2 separate regions of the Drosophila melanogaster genome follow, and region 1 is linked to region 2. A link is a contact called in public Hi-C data. All regions are on one chromosome and are shown on one strand. The core of a region is the stretch at or near the end of the contact, and the rest is flanking DNA. Distances in the headings are between cores, read along the strand shown. Region 1 holds the start of lncRNA:CR44977 (long non-coding RNA:CR44977). Region 2 holds the start of Swip-1 (Swiprosin-1).

Region 1 (4,648 bases), core at 604-3,103, 170 kb before region 2:
AAATAGGCCCTAAATATTTCACCTCATAAAGGAAGTTTAAACGCAGATGCACATGCCATCGTCTTGTGGTGCAACATCATCTAATCAATTGGAACGTGTTCTCTGTACGCCTCATTTTCGTGTTAACTTTCGATAAATATTTGCTATCTACTTTAACATTTTCAATTAGAGATGTACCAACTTCGGGTTGCCTGCGTTATCTATTACGTGGTGGTAAGCAACGCTCTCTGATAATGAAAACTCGCACATGAACCCAAAACAAAGCAGAGCAAAACACAACGAAATTGGTACGACAAAGATTGGCGGGGACAGAAGAGGGAAGAAGAACGACCCCGACCGAGTTCTAGAAAATCTCAGAAAGTAACAAAACAGCACAGGAAACGCATTTACACAAGGCGTTCGGGTTGCGATGGCGAATCGATTGGAGATGGCCCAAATCGCTGTTGATAAAAGAAGGATCGTTGTCAATTGTATCTGAATTGTAAATCAGAAAATCTTCAAAGCAGCTGGTAATCTACAGTGATCACTGGGCGAATGCGAATAAAAGTGAATTAGATCAGACTTGTAAGTCTTTAGGTAAACCCAAGAAGATTACTTTCGACTGCTCCAAACAATACAGTAACGAGCTAGAAAAACAAGGAAAAAAACATAAAATTATAATTGTTCAACCCTTCTGTTTGTTTAGGGTACAGTTGTACCTATTTATAAACAGTAAATTCTCGAGTTTTCAAAAAGGTTGCCCGAGCTGGTGTTTACGATAAAGTATAAAGTGTAAACTAGTGCAAAAACTAGTGCAATTTTATGATTAATTTAAACAATCTTCTTTTCTGTTGCTAGCAGCATGCTTTTGCATTTTTTAATCAAATAAATATCTGGCCGGGGTCCTTTCTAATTCCCGCTTCCGAGTAATCACTGCACACAATCAGTTCGACGCAAAATATAAAGCCCGGCGACAGCTTTTTTAATCAGTAAGCGTAGTTTTTTATTTCTTAGCTCTGCTGGCGACGCAAATCGAGCGTGAAACAAGACACATGGAGTAAATAGCATTCGATATGTTATGTTTCGTCTTTCCGTTCTGCTCGTATCCATATCCACATGCTTGTACGCCAAACCCCAAATACTGGACCCAGAGACACAACACAGATAGGAACAAATTTGAAACACGTTTTTAGATTTTGGTTTCGGTTTTGTTTTCGCCTCTTGTGTTTTTGCTTTCGGCGTAAATAAAACAGGCACTCACTAACTCACTCGAACCGGCAGTTCGTATATTAATGAGAAGCCCCAAGCGTGGTTTGCACGTCGATCAGTCTGTCAGTCTACAGTGATTAAGTTTAAAGAACATTGCCGTAATAATTTTGGTTTAAAATACACACAGAAACAAGAAAACAAACTCGTGTTTTATTCTTCCGCATCGCAGCGGCAACAGCAACAACAAATGCAATAACAATAACGATATCCACAACAATACCCATGAACACAGTCGCTGCCGACGCGAATCGAATGTTGTTGGGGAATTGTTTGAACAGTTGTGTCGCGATAAATAGGCTCGACTTTCGGACTTTTTGGCCGGGGGAAGGTCGTCGCGCATTGGAGTTGAAGGAAGTGTGCACACCTCTAGGCTTCAGAGGTTGATAAACCATTTCATCATTATCAGATTATTGTTTGCTCTTGCAAATACAGTGGTTATTGACCAGGGGAATATACAGAATAGTATTCCGCAGAAAGAGAATATGAAAGCAAAGTTAAGGTCGAGGGGATATGTACAAGCGAATTTGTAGTATTGCACAAACTGAAAAAATATCTTAGATTTTCTACATTTTTCACTCTTATTTTATTTATGTCTTTGGCGAGCATCAACATTACACTTTTACACCAACTGCTGGCCGTGACTGTGGAGAGCAGACTGTGGCGCAGAGCTAAATAAGAAATGAGATAATAATAACAAAAGCGTAGAAACGTAGAAGTTAATGCAAGCAAATAACAACAATGCGCGCGGACGTCGAAAAGAACAAACACACATACACAAACACGCTCATAAACAAACGCCAAAGGAGGCGAAGACCAGGAGGGGGAAAAGGCAAGAATAAAATGTTTTGTTGCATTGCAACAAACAGCAACAGCAACAATGCAAGTGATGCGCCGCCAGAAAGAGATAGATGCACGAGCAAGAGGAAGCGCAGCAGGAAAAAGGCAGCACCAACACACTGTCACTCACTCACACAGGCATACATACAGTCACGTACGCGATTCTAAACAAGTTGATGAACTCTACGGCATCGGTGGAAGAAGAAGAATGAGCAGCAAAACTAAACAATTTGTTTCTGGTGCTTTTGTTCGCTTGTATACTGAGTTAACATTTATTTGCTGCAGATATGTATATCTTGTAGCATACGTACATAGGCTAGGTATGTGTATGTTTCTGTTGCACTTAGATTTACTTAATATTCCACTAGTATTAATACTTTATATTGCTTCTTTTCGCACAGTTCACACGCACGCACACACACTAGCAGCAGCAGTAGTAGTGTATTCTCTCTGAACGCGACGGGAAGTGAACGCGAACAAGCGCCAAACTGTTGTTTATCCGGCGAGTGTTAAGAACTGAATGAGAATGAACCAGCATGGCGAAGAAGAATTTTACAAGACGCGGAACGAGGAACGGAAACGAACGGGAACGGAACGAACGAACCAAGCCGACAAAAGCGGCCAGCCGAAAAAACTCACTCAACCAGTTTTAGCCAGCGGGAGAGCGAGAGAGACAAAGAACCAGCGAACGGGACCGAGAGAGAGCGGGAAATCTAGTTTCTGCAGAACGCCACGGGGAATGGATTGGCAATTGGAACGGGTGTTTGTATGCATGTACATACCTACATACATGCGGCGATGAGACTGACCTCTGACAACCTCCTACACTCGCACACGTACATATGTATGCGGCATATGTACTCGAACAGAACATAAATTGCGCGAGGGAGCAGTGCACTCCAAGTATTCCGGGCTCTGTATGTACATATGCGAGTGGGAGTGAGCTGCACTTACAAAGAGAGCGGCAAAGGAGACGGCGGCGATGAAGTCGGAGAAGAAGAAGCACGAACGAAGAACGAAGCGCAGCAGAAGAGCCCGAAAAAGGGCTACAAAGAGCGGAAGCAGTGGAAACCGCGCCACTGGTCGTGGGGTAACTTGTACTATCTAGCCATTTTTTGGGGGCTAAGCCCCATGCATAGAACCAGTGCAGTGAGTCAAAAGATTATCATCCGCGTTTATTTTCGGGTTTGTTTCGCAATAAACGATTATTTGTATTCGCATAAACTCTGATTTCGCACAAGTGTCATCAATTGAATGGGAACCAGAACTGGAAATGATTACAGGTCTCGTTTTTTTTTTTAATATGGGCTTCCAAAATTTTCATTCTTTTGAGTTTCGGAACATTTTGTTTTCCAATGAATTTTGGAATTTGTATAATTAAAAATCAGAAAGGAAGCTAGTTTCAGCTAGACGAAACCATTGTTTATATTTAAAAAATCACTGGCGTATGCCGAATTAGAATGCATTATATTATCACTTTTTTGATATGATAAAGTAGTCCGATTTTAATTAAATTAAAACTAAAATTACATATTTTCAAATAGTTTGTGTATACCAAATTAGAACACCGTATGATTCAAAACCACCAAGGTAAATTTGTTTTCACACCCACTTTTAAGCCAAACTTGACTCGTAATATGTGTGTTTCGTACAGAGAACGAAAGACCCAATGATCAAGACCAGAAATCATTGGCTTTGTGGTAAATAGTAGATGTCTAAACCTGTGTATAAGCAAGTTCAGCTTTTTATGGTCATTACCAACTAGGCTAGTTTACAACTGGTGACTTTTCCTGCTATATAGCGCTGATGCAATAGGAGCTTGTGAAAGAGAGAGAGAGATGGGGAATGGGAATGGGAATGGGAAGGAAAGGAAAGGAAAGGGGGCAGGTAAAAGTCTGCGCGCTTGCGTCATGTGCGTTTTCAACGTTTTCAACGTACATAATATTCCGATCACAAGAAAAGAATAACGTGAAATGGCAGCGGCAGGCGTCGACTTCTCTGCCGCAGCGATACGTTGCGATGCGATACGTCCGGGGACTTTGGAGAATAAACCAGTCTAGAAACACCGCTCGGCTCTATAATTATGCTGCTTGTTGTTCGAGAGTATGTTTGTGTGTGTATACAACAATCCATGCATACCAACACCACTAAATACACCTATGGATGGATGTATACTATAGTGGCTGCCACAAAGGGCCTTAAACTTTGTTTAAAGTCAAGGTCAGTGATTTCTTGTGCGCCAATTGCGATGCTATCGCATCACTCGTGAGGCTGCGTGACTCACACACTGACGCACAGAGCCACCAACCCACGGATTTAAATTTCTTTTCGGTACCAGAATCCAGATTTCTAGTTCCATTACGATATTCATTTCATAGTTATTTTTATATTAATGCGACATGTGGGATTTAAAAAACCATTTAAGTCTTCCTTAGAAAGAACAGGTGAAAGATTTTCTCTTCCCTCACCGCATTTTCATACCTCAGTTAGTTAACTTAAATGAAGATACTTGAGTTTTTCATAAATATCCTTAAAATCATACCCCTAGGGTATTTAAAATATT
Region 2 (4,707 bases), core at 1,390-3,889:
TAAATCGACGGATAGTCGGCCATTTTATAGAATCTATTTTTGCAATTCATTAATATTTCAAAGGTAAAGACCATTGATATTGATTGATACATATTTGAAATATTTAGTAACTCCGATTTTCTATACCATTAATCGCACACAAATTAGTGGACTCCATTACATACCGCGGCTGCGGAGCAGAAACCCCCATCATCGGAGCGACTTACTCAAAGACTTGCTCAACGAACCTGTGCAATGCGGGTGTCTATCCGCCGGGACGACTTAAGTGCCATCATTGCGCTGGACAGGAATGCGTGGCAGCTCCAGCATCCAAACCAAAACCCTGTCGCTATCATTTGGAAGAGGATCAGTGCTACACGGATGTCATAAGTTCTTCAGATGCCTACAGAGGTTGTACCTCCGAGCAGAATCACACGCTGTCCACTTCCGCCCAACTGTGTGAGATCAATGGCTGCAATGAGGAGCAAGGAGCTTGGACCCAAGTCTGCGCCACCTGCGATTCAGCAATCGGCCGGGGTTGCAAGATAGATCTCTTTCAGGTCAACACCGGCAGGTGCAATGTTAGCTTATACGAGGAATGCCAGCAGGATGTTCTGTTGGGTGAGCAAGAGGATAAGTACTGCTTCAGCTTTCGCAGACTAAGCCGCGTTGTCAGAGGATGTTCTACTAAAATTCCAACAGATTTGGAGCCGTATGTAGAGCAATTAGAAAAGTGTAATACCAGTGACCACTGCAACGCAGGATGCATTACGCAGCAGAAGTGTTTTACATGCAACTCCGTGGATCAGGAACTTTGCCGGACAAATATTACGGCTATAGCTAATAGCACTTGTAGCTCCGCTGAGGCCTCTTCCTGTTTCTCCTGTGAGTACTCCAACTGGAGTATTCAGCGAGGCTGTGGAGCACCGCCGGAAAATCCTCAAATCACCAAGTGCTATGAATGCGATGAAGGCGCTGGGTGTAATAGTAAGGATTTCACCCGGTGCTACCAATGCAGCACGGATCAAGCGGGAGCAGGCTGTGCAAATTGGGAAAGTCCTGGCGAAATCTACATTGAAGAATGCGATGAACCGGCTGCACCATGTGTGGTTGTTTCCTTTAACAACGCCACCACTGCGAGAGGTTGCCAAAAATCGGACTTCAGCTGTGCTTCCGCAAATGTGGCCAGTTGTCGACTATGCGAAGGAAGTTTCTGCAACAAAGGATCATTTCCGGAGGAGCGCCTCTGGTGTCATCAGTGTAGGGGAGTGCAGGACTGCGAGGAGATCTCCAGGGGACAAACGGCTATGCCTTGTCCGGCTCGAGCAAATGAGCCGGAGGATCAAGAATTGGCCTGCTTGGAGTACTTTGACATCAACAGTAAAGAAATTGTAAGAGGATGTCGTTCCAATCCCGAGCTATACTACGAATGTCTCTTAAGGAGTAACCACTTCGACAGTTGTCGCACTTGTCACAGTCAGGCATGCAATAATAGTCCTGGCCGGGAATTAAGAGCCAGCTATGAGCTGGAGGCCAAGGCATTGTCCTTGTTGCAAGGCAAGAGTTCCGCAATATCCATCAAATTTTCGAATGCAGGTTACGGAGTTTGGTTGATCTTTAGCGTTATCTATATTGTAACTTGCTGAGACTATAAATAAAAGGATAGCAGAACTTAAAAGAAAGGTCTCTTATTCCGGGGGCGTATATCCAGGATTTAAGGCACGACCACGGTGATTGAAGGAATAGAACGAGGGGAAGTTGCCCAAGGTGTCCCAAGTTTTCTGTTGCATGTCCACGGTGGCGCGAATTTCCTTGAAGTTGCCAACGATCTCGATGATGTTGTAAATCACAATCACCAAACTGATGACGGTCTGCAGGATAATCTAAGGATTGATAAAGGAAAACTTTTCGTGAGTAACCATGCAAGCACCCTAAATGCACCGAAACCTACGTCCAATGGAAGGCTATTCCATTCCTGCTCCGTCAGCCTCAAATAGGTGCGATCTGTGGAGTAAATGCGGCACTTAGTGGTCCAAAGTTTATTTACCACAACAGTGACGAAAACTTACGATGGGCAGCAGAAAAAGCAGCATGTGCCAGGCTGGCAAATCCGGCAATTAGCAAGAGTTTGTTAAACAGTTTACTGCCCATTTTTATTGAACAATTACGAATTACAATCACAGTCGGTACAATTTTCTACAAAATTTTGCTAAATTGCTATCAAAATGCGGGCACACCTAGGGCTGGGAGCTTTGGACGATAGTTTAGGGTTGTCTGTATACCTCATATGCCGTAATATATTTAAGAATCTTAAATTTAAATATTTTATTGGGAACAACATTAAAATTATACAAAGATTGATTTTGTGATCAAACTAATTATATAATTATATTATAACTATATAAACATACAATAAATATTCGGTTACATATTTTGCTTAAGAAAGTTAAAAACTTTCGTAAAATTTGAAACCGTCTGTTCATCAGCTAGCTTTAAATAATGATTATATACATTATTAGTAACAGAATGAATTAAAAAAATTGTAAGGTATATATATTGCCTCGAAATTCAGCTGACTTTGGTATTTGTCAGCACACGGTCACTCGAAAAATGCCGCCGCGCCCGCTGGTATATTTGAACGCTCGTGTCACGGTCGCACTTTCATTCGTCTCTCAGCGTTCAGAAGATTCGGTAGTCGCGGCGGTCGAAGCGGAACACCAGTTGTCCAATAAGAAAGCCAATTTGCAGCAAAAAAAAAAAAAAAGACCGGCAATTCAAACGCACCTTGCAACTGTTTTTTCAAAGCCAAAAAAGGACTCAGGGCCACTCCCCACGACAAAAGCTTACGTGCAACGAGTCCGTGTGTGTTTTCCTGGCGCATCGCCGCATTTGTGTGTGTATCCGGACATCTCTTTTACGGTCCTTTTTGCGTGGGTGTGCCAAAAGGAAGAGAGAGTGAGAAGGCAGCAGAAAAGGGCAGAAAGGGAAATTCCAGCACACTAAAAAGCGAGTCAACAAGGAGCGACACAATGTCCGTTTCCTCGAACGCCTCATCCGCCTCCAACAAGGACAGCGTGGACAGCCCCAGCAGCACCACCAACACGGACAGCTCCGAGCTGACGCACATCCTCAATCGGCGCCAGGAGATCATGGAGTCCCAGGAGGCGGGCATCGAGGTGCGTCGCACCTACAAAGTGGTCAACGTCTACACCGACTTCCCCGAGTTCTCCCGTAACCAGATCAAGGACTACCAGAAGACCTTCAATACGTAAGTGAAGGCCGCCGAGCAATATTTACTTTTGTCCAGAGCCACTTTAAGGCGCAATATAAATTATATTAATATGGCGAAAAGGAAGCCAACATTTTGTTTATTGTTTTTGAAAACACCTGAGCAAAATCCGTTGCAATAATAATAGTTTATGATAAGTAACGATCATCTCTAGATTATTAAATAAATACAGTGTACTAGACACACTTGTATACATTACAAACGTTTGTAAATGTATATCTATTACACAAGATAATTCAAAAACAGAAATCAGTTTGCAAAACTATTTTAGGGCTTTCAATTTGCGCCAACCTTTACACTCCTTTCACCTGCAACGGCCACTTTCCCAGGCATCTCACCGCATTTGCGTCTCATTAAATGGCAACATAAAACTCATGCGCCTAATGATCATTTAAATTGCATTTACTGCAGCCCCTCCTGCAGCCAACCCACCCCTCCCCTGCCCCCCTGGGCAATGGGGCATGACTCACAAGTACTTGCGGAGAAGTTTTGTCACAGTCACTGGCTTATTCCCAAGTCGTGCTCCCGTCGCGCGGATCATGAGTCAAAAGTGGTTTTCTGCCCCAACACTTTCAGGCGGATTCAATTATCACACCACAGTCGAGCTCCCCTAAGTGCAATTTCTGTTAGCAAAAGCCAATCTTAAATATCGGTAATTCCGTTCAAAGTCATCATTCGATTATAGTGGCAAGGAAAAAGCTTATCCCACGTTAATACTCGTAATTCATTGAAACATTCTTTATTTATCTCTAAGGTTCTAATGCTCGACCTTAAGACTTAATAGCACCCATAGCGGTTATCGAGGTTCCCTTGTATTTGTTTACGGTTTTGCATTACCACCCGACAAAGCCAACTGTCGTCAGATGGGCCACCTTGCGAACGAAATGTGTTCCGAGGCTCTCCTTTCCCAGTTTCCTAGTCTTGTGGTGGATCGTTTTAGTGATAGCCCATCTTGGGTTTCGCTCAATCAACCGCAGCTGTATTGCGCAATGCCTTGTTAGATTAAATCTCTAGAATTGTTATTTAAATTCAAGTAGTTGGCACGTAGGGTTGTCTAGGCTGATAAGATATCTCGGTTTCATCCGAGCTGATTAGCGGAGAATCGCCAAGCACCTGTCACCTCTCCTAAGCGATTCAGTTCTTTACTCAGCTAAGGTGAGGCTGAATCACTAGGCAATTAAAAAATTATAATGAGAATTCATTATAATTAGCACGCTTAAGATAGTAACTGATTTCGCTTGTCTGTATCACTGGCCAGCTAAATAGGCAGTTAGTTAAAGTTTTCTTAAGCCTTCTTATTGGCTCCTCCCCAAAAATCAGTTCCTATGCATGTAGGCCAAAGTTTTGAGCTCTGAAAAATTGTCCAAACGTAAAAAGCCTGCATTACGGCAATGCGAACGTGTTCTGCAATTGTAAAGCAATGCACAGGCAGCAAAAAA

Evidence for each region. A called contact is a pair of places that touch in the nucleus more often than the background predicts.
Region 1: a contact with region 2 is called in a Hi-C map of the Kc167 cell line, with 4 times the contacts expected there. The contact joins the promoter of lncRNA:CR44977 here to the promoter of Swip-1 in region 2. A contact is called at or near these places in 2 of 107 Hi-C or Micro-C datasets (the Kc167 cell line and the S2 cell line).

Annotation. Positions count from the first base shown.
Region 1 is chr2L:19,156,504-19,161,151 of dm6, reverse strand. lncRNA:CR44977 (long non-coding RNA:CR44977) reads left to right here and starts at 1,853. Exons shown (of 2, transcript NR_124379.1): 1 at 1,853-2,405; 2 at 2,487-3,284. All of the region lies in intron 2 of brat (brain tumor), which reads right to left.
Region 2 is chr2L:18,985,212-18,989,918 of dm6, reverse strand. Swip-1 (Swiprosin-1) reads left to right here and starts at 2,639. Exons shown (of 2, transcript NM_001299150.1): 1 at 2,639-3,247. The coding sequence starts at 3,009. It overlaps EMC5 (ER membrane protein complex subunit 5), which reads right to left and starts at 2,212. Exons shown (of 3, transcript NM_136082.4): 1 at 2,049-2,212; 2 at 1,931-1,983; 3 at 1,588-1,862. The coding sequence starts at 2,130. The coding sequence ends at 1,668. CG15170 reads left to right here. Exons shown (of 3, transcript NM_136083.2): 3 at 148-1,651. The coding sequence ends at 1,625.